Regions from separate parts of the Mus musculus genome. Here regions 1 and 2 are each linked to region 3. The links are chromatin contacts, called in public promoter capture Hi-C maps. All regions are on one chromosome and are shown on one strand. The core of a region is the stretch at or near the end of the contact, and the rest is flanking DNA. Distances in the headings are between cores, read along the strand shown. Region 1 has its middle 34 kb from the start of Phlda1. Region 2 has its middle 13 kb from the start of Gm30193. Region 3 holds the start of Krr1 (KRR1, small subunit (SSU) processome component, homolog (yeast)).

The links. Promoter capture Hi-C pulls out the DNA fragments that hold promoters and counts their contacts.
Region 1: a contact with region 3 is called in a promoter capture Hi-C map of embryonic stem cells. The contact joins the enhancer-like site here to the promoter of Krr1 in region 3. A contact is called at or near these places in 5 of 39 promoter capture datasets (the HPC-7 cell line, cranial neural crest, embryonic stem cells and 2 more), 1 of 484 Hi-C or Micro-C datasets (bone marrow-derived macrophages), 13 of 115 datasets of contacts at active chromatin or transcription factors (bone marrow-derived macrophages, embryonic basal ganglia, embryonic forebrain and 6 more) and 2 of 9 other capture datasets (embryonic stem cells and liver).
Region 2: a promoter capture Hi-C map of the HPC-7 cell line shows a contact between it and region 3. The contact joins the enhancer-like site here to the promoter of Krr1 in region 3. A contact is called at or near these places in 4 of 39 promoter capture datasets (the HPC-7 cell line, cranial neural crest, embryonic stem cells and 1 more), 1 of 15 datasets of contacts at CTCF or cohesin (the NIH/3T3 cell line), 8 of 115 datasets of contacts at active chromatin or transcription factors (bone marrow-derived macrophages, embryonic stem cells, microglia and 2 more) and 1 of 9 other capture datasets (adipose tissue).

What each region holds. Positions count from the first base shown.
Region 1 is chr10:111,538,162-111,541,643 of GRCm38.p6, forward strand. No RefSeq gene overlaps it. Among named protein-coding and RNA genes, the nearest start is that of Phlda1, 34 kb to the left of the region's middle. Within about 2 kb of position 1,805, at least 212 of the 459 cell types and tissues checked have an H3K27ac peak or open chromatin away from gene starts, as enhancers often do. A contact at or near this core is called in the HPC-7 cell line, bone marrow-derived macrophages, embryonic stem cells and 4 more, where this site is marked.
Region 2 is chr10:111,558,776-111,562,194 of GRCm38.p6, forward strand. No RefSeq gene overlaps it. Among named protein-coding and RNA genes, the nearest start is that of Gm30193, 13 kb to the right of the region's middle. Within about 2 kb of position 1,611, at least 29 of the 459 cell types and tissues checked have an H3K27ac peak or open chromatin away from gene starts, as enhancers often do. A contact at or near this core is called in the HPC-7 cell line, where this site is marked.
Region 3 is chr10:111,971,230-111,974,321 of GRCm38.p6, forward strand. It overlaps Krr1 (KRR1, small subunit (SSU) processome component, homolog (yeast)), which reads left to right and starts at 1,466. Exons shown (of 10, transcript NM_178610.4): 1 at 1,466-1,645. The coding sequence starts at 1,564.

The DNA.
Region 1 (3,482 bases), core at 555-3,054, 430 kb before region 3:
AAGCTCTAGGAGGCTTGCTCATTCATTCATTCATTCATTCATTCAATAAACATTCATGGTGATTTCCTAGGAACCCTTAATCTTCTAGGTGCTGGGTTTATAGGACCATGCAAAGCAGCTGGGCAGAAACCCGATCCTGTCCTTGCAGAGTTTAATTCCGCTCCCTGGCCAACTCCAGAAGGCATATGTAATTTATGTTGAGAAAAACATGCTTGGGGGCAGGGTGGGGAGGATCTGATTTTAGTTTTTCACCAAGAAAGTGATGTTTGAGCAGATGGTTTGGAAGTGGATGAGAGAACAGGCCACATAACTGTATTGATGCAGCGGGAAAAGACCCAGTGCAAAAGAGCCAGAGGTGGGGGAAAGCTGGGGCTTGCCAGATAAAATAAAGAATGCCCAGTCAAAGATGAACTTCACATAAACAATACAGAATTGTTCATGTAAGCGTCCTGTAATATAACACACTTATCCTAGAAAATTGCAAAGTTGTCTTGTATTCCTATCTCCTAAATTCGGCAAAGTTAGATATAATCATGGGAGTTAGGGGATTGAAGGGAGGAGAGTGGCTGAACCAGAGGTAGGACGCAGGAGGTGGAAAGAGATGAGGCAGGAGAGGTCTACAGGGGTGGAGTGAATGTGGAGGGGGTTTTAGGCCACTGTAAGAACGTGAGGACCAGTGGGACCACTCAATGGTTAAATAAAGATGCTTCCCACCAAGTCCAATGACCTGGGTTCGATCCTTACAACCCATGTGATAGAAAGAAAGAGCTAATTCTGGCAGGTTACCTCATGACCTCTACATGTATGCTGGGGCACATGCACAGACATATAAAACTTAAAAAAGGACCTTTCATTTTTTTTTTTTTCTCCAGCTGACATTCCTGGAGAGTTTGAGCTGAAAGTGTTTTGAAGTTTGGAAGCACCGGTAAGTCTGCTGTTTTGTATGAAGGACGACAGGCACGGAAGCAGGAAGATCAGGTGGGAGGTTATTGCAACCATTCATTTACAAGAGAGATGGATGGTGGGGGGCTAAGATATGATGGTCAAGGTATGGTCTAAATGGACACCCAAGGCATTTTCTGGAGGGCTGGGTGTGTGCCATTAAACAGAGTTGAGTTTGGAGAAGGTGGAATTGCCGTTCAATGAAGTGGGGGAGTGGGGCATTGCTTTTTATTTGGTAGTGGTGGGAGAGTAAGGGAGGAGGCATAGGTTGTTACATTTGACACAAGTCAGAGGCATTTAATAGCTAACTGGAAACATTAAGTTGGGATTTATGTTTGTGTGTGTGTGTTTCCCAAGTAGAAAAACCAAGAATTGCATCATTGTATCAGAGCAGAAAAGGAGATGGTAGAAAGGTTGAGGAATGGCAGTTAAGACTAGAGAAAGTAAGGTTTTTTATCCAGCACTGGATAAAAAGGACCGAGGACTGGGGCTATTCTAGGCGACAATGACAGGCAGTTGTCTGCAATTGTTGATCTCTTCTTTGAAGGCAGACAGGTCCCCCAGAGCCCTCAATGTGTAGAAGAGCTGAGCTGGATATTTCTCTCCAGGCTCTCAAGGGTTAAGGCTGGCTGAGTCACTCTGTTGCCACCTCTCCAATTCCCCTTTGTTAGTCTAGCATGGTGTGGCCAGGTTAAGCTGGGCCTCATAAAACGAGGCCCCTGTGGGAGCTACATTTGCTCCAGATGACCTCAGAAGAAAATGCAGCCCTCCCACAGAGGACTGAAATAAATACTTATCCTTGTGTTACCGTGCACAATGGCCGCCATTGGCTTGGGACTGTGATGTCAGTGAAGCCTATCCTGCCTGAGGCTGCTCAGCATAGCCTGCCAGGCCCAGGAGCTGAGCCTTTCCTCAGGGTTTGAACAGACTCTTAGTTCTTCCACTCAGGAGTTCAGCTGGCAGGATGTTAGCATCTGTGCCGCCCACTGCAGCCTGGCTTCTCCTCAAGGCACTTTCGAATTCTCCCACAGTTTCCTTCTTGAATTCATTTCCTGTCGGCTTCTGTGTTCTTGCCTCCCGTTCCTCTGTAGGTTCCATGTGGGCTGTTCCGCTCCTTGGTCATCTCTTGCTGAGCTACTTCCCTTATTGCTCCACCCACTTCATTTCTTACGATTTGTTCTATGATGAAATTTGTTCTGCATTTTAGCCTGACTCTTATTGCCAAAGCTCAGAATGGGTTGCTGTTCGCTCTTGGTGGGTTTTTGATTTCATGCAGGAAGCGATTGTATACATTCCTAATAATGAATCCTAGTTGGGACAAGTTGTGGCGCCTGTCTGTGTTGTCTGTGACCTCCGGTGGAGTGAGACACCATTAGTGTTTTGGTCGAGATTACCAAATGTTCTTCAGGACTTTCCCATTGGTGTTGGTTTGGAATGAGATCACGTGATCCAGCAATCGGATGTTGTAAGAGGCCTATAGGGTTCAAGTCACTTGGTGCAGGTTCTGTCATAATTCTGGGTCAGACAGTAGCCTCTTCTTTATGCCTATCACTATGGATTTCTTTAGCATGTTCCCCACCCCACCCCCCACCCCTGAGTGCCTGGTGAAGGGCCAGCTCTACTCTTTATTTCCTGATGTCTCAGTGATTGGCCCTTTTCTGATGTGTGATATGGGTAAATCTCCTTGCAAAGATGTGCAGTGCCCAGCCTTAGCTGCTCAGATGTGAATACAAGGCATCCCGAAACGCCAAAGGTTCCGCACAGCGTCATGCTCTAAGGAGCATGCGCTGATGCGGAGCATGCGCTTATGCTTGGGAATGCTAGGGTGATTGTCACAACCCTAATGCCTTTAAGGGGCCACTGTGAGGATTGTTTGTTAAAATTCTGGCGGAAGATGGGATGATCGTCTTGACTACAGTTCACAACAGAAGGTCAGAAGATGAATTGTAAGTGAGGCCCAGAATTCAATTGGCCCCTCTCAATGTGTGCTTGATGAGGTGTTTCGGTTGGAGCTTTTACTGGTCAAGCTTGAAAAGTCAATCTGTTCTCAAAGGTCACATTTCCCATATCGGGGAGCAAGGAAATAGGCTAGAAGCTGCTAGAATGTTTGTTGCTGTAGCTTCCCTTCTTTCTTATACAAGGGAAAGAAATAAAAAGATGTAGAGATGACACATGGGAACAAGACTTCTGTATTTTTCCCATCTGCAGTCTACTACGATTATTATGTACTCAGACACAAGGAAGAGGGACAGGAATTGATGTGACAACAAATATACAAGCCCATGGCTGCCAGATCTGCACCCAGTCCCTGGGGCCCACAGTGTGTAGTTAAAAGCTTGGAATTTGAAGGTGAATAGCCCTGGCTTCAATTCTGGTTTCTTCACTAATTAGCCTGATTCGTGGCAAGTTATATAAGCTAACTCATGATTGTTCATCTATTAGGAGCAATATCAAAATATTATTTCTCTAATATGATTACTGTGAGATTAGAAGAACTGATGCCTATTAAAAAAAAACAACAACAACTTAGCAGGAAACCT
Region 2 (3,419 bases), core at 361-2,860, 410 kb before region 3:
TCTCAAGGTATGGCCTGAGTGTTGTCTAGCCGACTTGGAAGGAGGCCAGGATTCCTCACATTCTGTGTCTGACCTCTACATGGTCCCTTTGGTTTCGCTAGTGTCTATTTTTATGGTGGTTCACATTTCCATTCACAACGGAACACACATCCCTAGCTTTCTACTGACAGGTTGTTTTTAACAGCTGTCTCCCGCCTCTTGCTCATGCAAATAAAGATTCGTTTTTTTCACACAGGGCACTTGCCAGACAAAGTGCCCCCCACCCTCACCCCACAATGCATCTGTGCTATGATGATCCTTAGTAGAGAGGGCAGGTTTGTTTGTTTGTTTTTATCTTCAAAAGGAACATATTTTGACAAGCTTAGTTAATCTCTGAGCTCACCCTGTCTCCTTGAAGGGATGAGTCCTTGAATTTGGTCACACTTCATTAAAGGGCCCCTTGGCATAGGCCAGCGGTTCTCAATCTGTGGGTTGGGACCCCTTTGGCAAACCTCTATCTTCCCAAATATTTGCATTATGATTCATAACAGTAGCGGAATTACGGTTGTGAAGTAGCAGTGAAATAATTTTATGGCCGGGGTCACTCGGAGCAGCAGGAGGAACTGTATTAAAGGGTCGTGGCATCAGAAAGGTTGAGAACCACTGGCTTAGCCGATTCCTGCCTTCCATCTGTGGCTTTGTACTTGGCAGGAACCAGGTGTGTCCAGCAAACATACCTGCCTTAGAGGCCTGTGCCCTCTGAAGTGCCGCCCCGGAATGACACTTCAAAGAGACCACACTGCAGCTGTCACCTGGCTATCTAGGGGAGGTGAGAGAGTTAATAGGCAACCATGAACCCCCCCACCCCCACCCCCCCCCTCCCGGCCCTCCCACCTCCAACGGACACCTGGGACTCCTGGAACCTTTTTCTCTGCTATAGAGAAATTGAACGCTCAGTATTGTTCCTAATTTGCCCCAGCGGGAGTTCTGAGCCTCAAGTCTTTAGATAAGGAGCAACGTACATATCTCTCTAACAATAAAAGGAATAAAAGTACCTTGGCTTTCTTCTTTGAATAAGAATTATTGAGTATTTGCAACTACTCTTAGCAGGAGTTTAATTATGGGACTTTTTTTTTTTTTTTTAAAGTAGAGTCTTTTTAACGTGTGAGCCTTTTTCTGAGCATTACAATGGTTCACATGCAAATTAGCCAATTCCCCTCCTGGCTGTGTTTGGGATGCACTCAATTACTGTTTTACATTGTCCTTGGGCATCCGGCACTCTGGGTACGGGGTGGGAAATTAAAGTCTATTTATAAGTTGCTGCCATATGGATGTAGATTAGATCTCAGAGAGGACTTCCTGGTTATGATGTTATTAAGTGAGTTGCTGGCGGAGTTATTTTGAAGACTTCCTGCCAGTTCTATCGTGCCCTTGTCCGTATAAAAACCAAGCCACCATCCACTTCTCATAGAGCAAGCTGAGTGTCCAGCTTCCCCGGAGATAATAAAACATCAAAGCCAAGAGAAAGAGGTTTGAAGTGAGTGGCCAGGGAAACCCAGGTTCTGAGAGATTCTCCTTGAGGAGCCTGGACCCTTTGAAGCCCAGGGCAGCAGGCCATTGTGCCTCCGCTCATTGACAGGACATGAGTTTTGTCTGGAGTAGCGTTCTCTGCTCTCCTGTTCCTCTCAGCTTTCCTTATTATGTGTGTATGTGTGTACAGGTGTGTGCACACGTGTTCATGTGTGTGCTGATGCATGCACGTGTATCCTCCTTCAGGTTTCTCCCACCTTTTGGGTTTTCTTCAGATAGGATCATTCATTGGCCAAGGGTTTGCCTAGCAGGCTAGCAAGATGGGCGAGGCAGCCAGCCCCAGAGATCTGCAGACCTCTGTCTTCCCGGTGCCGAGAAGACAAGCGGGTGCCATCACTTGGGCTCTGAAGATGGAACTCAGAGCCTTCTGCTTGAAGGGAAAGTGCTTTTACTAAACAGAGTGGCATTTGCAGCCCCGGGTGTGAAGATCTCTTAGTGTTCCAGGCTGGGTTTTCTTAGCTGTCAAACGAGAATAACAATATCCTTCTATCTGAGTCTTTCTCTTTTTAAGGGTTTTCATGTGCATTGGTGTTTGCCTGCATTTATGTCTGTAAGAAGGTGCCAGGTCCTCTGGAACTGGAGTTACAGACCGTTGTGAGCTGCCATGTGGGTGCTGGGTGTTGAACCCAAATCCTCTGGAAGAATAGCCAGTGCTCTTAACCACTGAGCAACCCTACCACTTAGTCTTGAATAACCATATTTCTAGGGGGAAAGTGTGGACTAGTGTCCCTTTTTTGGATCCTCAGCAGCTTTAAGTAAATTATTAGGATGCTTTTTCAACTGTGGCCTTAGAAATGATTTGTGGACCCAATTTAGTTGTTATCAACTAGCCTTAGAAGAAAAAAAATCAATGCAAAAGGCAAGTATTAAGGAGAGTATGGTTCTATAAAACAAAGACTTCTATTATAGACATGAATGTTTATTAACTATGTATATACATGTATCTCCATATGAATATATTGGATCACGGTATGGTGTATTTTGTTTTGAGCATAGTCTGAAGCATACAAAAGAGGGTTTGGATGTGTGGTTCCATGATAGAGCCGTTTCCTAGAAAGTGTGAGACTCTGGGCTTGGTCCTCAGCATCTTTAGTGAGCGTGAGGTGAGCTGGGTTGGTGACTAAAGCTCTGTAACTGCCATGCCTAAGGGGCCATCTTTCTAAGTCATCTAGCCCTTTAAAAATGTGGTGGGAGAAGTGATAAATGCAACCATCAGGGCAGAGAGGAGCCGTGTGTGTGATTGACAGAGCACGTAAGATGGAAACTATCAGGAATAGCATGAAAGTTATAAAGGCTCATTCTGACCTGGGGGAGGTGGCTCAGAGGTTAAGAACCCAGGCCTCTTTGGCAGAGACCTGAGTTTAGTTCCCAGCATACACGTTAAGTGACTCTTAACTACCTGTAGCTCCAGCTACAGGGGGATCTGATAACCTTTCCTTACTGCAAGGGCACCTGCATCCAAATGAAATACCTTCATATAGACACATACTCAGAAACAGACATATATATATGCATACACACATACATAGACATACACACACACTTAAATTTTTTAAAAAGCTCATTCTTTGCAAAATGTATACATGTGTAAAGAACACCTACAAACTATAGGAACAACTAATTCCCATAAAAAGTATACAGCAAGCAGAATCCACGGCCTCAACGGCTATAAAGAAATACATAGAAAGAAGTAGCTTAGTTATTCGTCTATCATATTAGCAATTTTGTTTTATTGCAGTACTCAACAAAGAGACAGTTATAGGGGGGTAAATACTTCCACACAAGACTAGCGGGAACAAAAATAGCTCCTTCTTTGAGGGAGCAATTTGATTTCAAAAGCCATAAAAATG
Region 3 (3,092 bases), core at 216-2,715:
TGAAATACTATTATGCTGTCAACTTAAAAAAAATAACAAGGGCTTGGAAGAAGTTGAAGTGAGGCCAACAGCCTCTTTCCAGTGAAAGGAACCCAGACCCACACACCCATGTGTGAAAAGCACTCTTTGAAAGAAGCTCGAAGCTCATAACCATTCAAACATAATACTAACTACATTTGATTCTCAAAGAGACTGGAATGGGTGCACCATTATGAGGCATCAGTTTGCATACAGAGAATTTCCCTTAAAATTTGTTCAAAACATAGTCGAATCCAGTGGTTACCAACCTTCCTAATGCTGCAACTCTTCAGTATAGTTCTGCATGTTTCTGTGATCCCTGAACCACAAAATCATTTCGTTATTACGTCCAACTTTGCTACTGTTATGAATTATAATGTCTATATACATGTGCGTTCTGATGGTCTTAGACGACCCCTGTGAAAGGTAGTTTGACCCTCTAAGGAGTCACAATCCACAGGTTGAAAACCACCGATCTAAGCACCTGAAGTATTGTTCTCAGTTTTACTAGGCATATGCGGGTACTCCTCTTTCCTTTATCTGGCTTATTGACCCATGTGCTTATTAAATATTTCCTGGAGGTTGGGGAGAGCATGGTCCAGAAGGAGAGGTCCTAGTGTGTTTTCAGACCCTGGTTACATCTCTTCACATCTTAGCATCTAATTTAGTGAATATATTTTTGTGCTAATATTTTTTTGCTGTTTTTACTGACTATATTCTAAGCCTTTTAAAGCTATGATGTAAGAATAATAAACAATAAAGTTTTGGTAATAGCTCCCTCCAGCCCCCACCAAAAAACCCCAAACATTTGAATGCTGAAGACCGGTGTGGTGGTACACACCTTTAATCCCAGATTCTGGAGTCATAAGCAGGAAGATCACTATGACGTTGAGGCCAGCCAGGTCTACATAGCATGTTCCAGGCTAGTGAAGGATACACAGTGGCCTCGATTCATAAACCCAAAATAAACAAAACAAGCAAGCAAACAAATAAATAAAAATAGAACAGAAAAGTCTTTTAAAACCAATCTGGAAGTTGAGAGATTTAAAATGCAAAACTCATGGTAGGTTTTCAAATGGGCTAAAGAGTGGTAGCAAAGTTTGGGTAGATTTTTGATACAATTCGCCATTTTCATTAGATTTCTAATCCCCCTCAAATAAGAATTTTAATAATTTCCCCTCCCTTCTCTCCCTCACCCTCACCCACCTCTCTTCTCTCTCCTCTCCTTCGCTCCCTTTCTCTCCCTTTCCTTCCCTTCCCCTCTCAAAAAAGAAGTTCCCACAGGGCTATACAAGTAGCTACAATTTAGAGCTTGATACAAGAAAACTACCATTCCCAGCGTGCAACACCGAGGTTGCAATGCATCCTGGGAAGGAAGTGTCACGCTCCCCCCCGTCCCCGCCCCATCGGCTTCCTGTTCGTCAGAGCAGAGACCACGCAGGTCTCATAGGGATTATCCGGAACTCGTTTTGCCTTTTACACATTGTAGCCGGCGGGATCTTAAAGAACAGTTCCACTTCCGGGGCCGCCGGAAGCAGTTTTGCGATGGCAACTTCTGCGGAGGCGCCTGCCAAAGAAGCTCAAAAACGTGACTCTCAGCCGCAGAAACAGAAGCGTGAGACCCAAGGTGAGGCAGTGCGAGACCCGAAGCCCGGAGCTGGCGGATCTCGAAGCATCTTTGTCTCTTTCTTTGGCCGCGCACTTGGGTTGAGCCTCTTTTAGGCTGTGCAGTGCCTGCGGTAGCCGGGGTAGCCGAGGGTTGCGGGTGTTGATGGCTGCGCCGGCCACGTGCAGCTAACGCAGTGTTTTTGCCAGCGACCGTCCCTGGCAAGTGTACCCGATGCGCCTTCTGTCCCCGGTAAAAGTGTGAGGACTCAGAGATTGTGGAAGGCGCGGCAGTTCTGCCTTGAGCTTTGGGGAGGGGAGGTTGAGAGGATGCGGATCAGGATCAGGTGGGAGAATCTTCGTGTCCTGCGAGCGCCGATGGTGATGAGGGAGGCGGACGGGGAAAGGTGGGGACGGAGCTCAATGGGAAGTTTTGTCAGAACTTTTATCTGATTATTAAGTTGCTAAATGACACAGCTCTCAGTCTTTAGCTCTAACCCCTAGTTTGATTTTTGGCTGCTCTAGTTTGATTGCTTCTTTCCGTTTTGATGAGAGTTTGGTTTTTACCTACCTTCAATTTAAAAAGAAAAATTTTTTTCTTTTAAAAACTAAGTACGTAAAATACGGCAGGGACTATAGACACCGGTAAAAGCTTCAAACCAACGCTTGAGGAATTGACAGGATGAGTAGACCATCTTCCTCAAGTTATCCATGTGCCAATCACAGATGCTATATAGCTTCCTTTCTGGTACCCGGAGTAATTCGTTCGAGCTTTCTGTCACCTATCTACAGCTATTATGATTTTTAACAAAACGCTTCGATTTTTGTCTCCTTTTGAATCATAGGAGAATGAATGGAGCTGTGTACTCTATGTATGTTGTCTGTGTCTTTAGCTTCTGATTCTTTACGATGCTGTGTAATATTTAAATTCCGTCGTTGGCGGACATTTGAGCTCTGCCTTCAGCTTGCTCTTGTAAGCACCTTTGTGCATGTCTTCTGGTAATGCCTCAGGGTCTCTGTAGGAATTTAGGATTGGAAACTCAATTGCAGGGTATCTTCAAGTTATGCTAATGCTACCGGAAGGAGCTGTGCCAGGTTTTTTTCTGTTTTAGGAAAGGTTTGTTTACGTTCAAAGCGTGAGGGTATAGTCAACCATGGAGGGGAAACTGGGCCAGCACAACTCTAATAGTTGAGATTGCTCATCGATCTAAATTTACAGTGATTTTTTTTGTTGTTGTTGTGTTTTGATTTTGAGGTCCTGGATGTACTTATATAGCTAGACTTTCACCCTAACCTAATAAGCAAGTGATATTCTTGGTCCTAAGTGGCCTTAGTTCCCTTCCCTTTCCTCTACTAGGGTTCACACATTCTGTCTTAGGAAGGTTTAACCCTGGGCCTGAGTTTGCTTGCTTGCTTTTTGTTTTGTTTTGTTTTGTTTTGTTTTTGTTTTTGTTTTTTTTTTTTTTTTG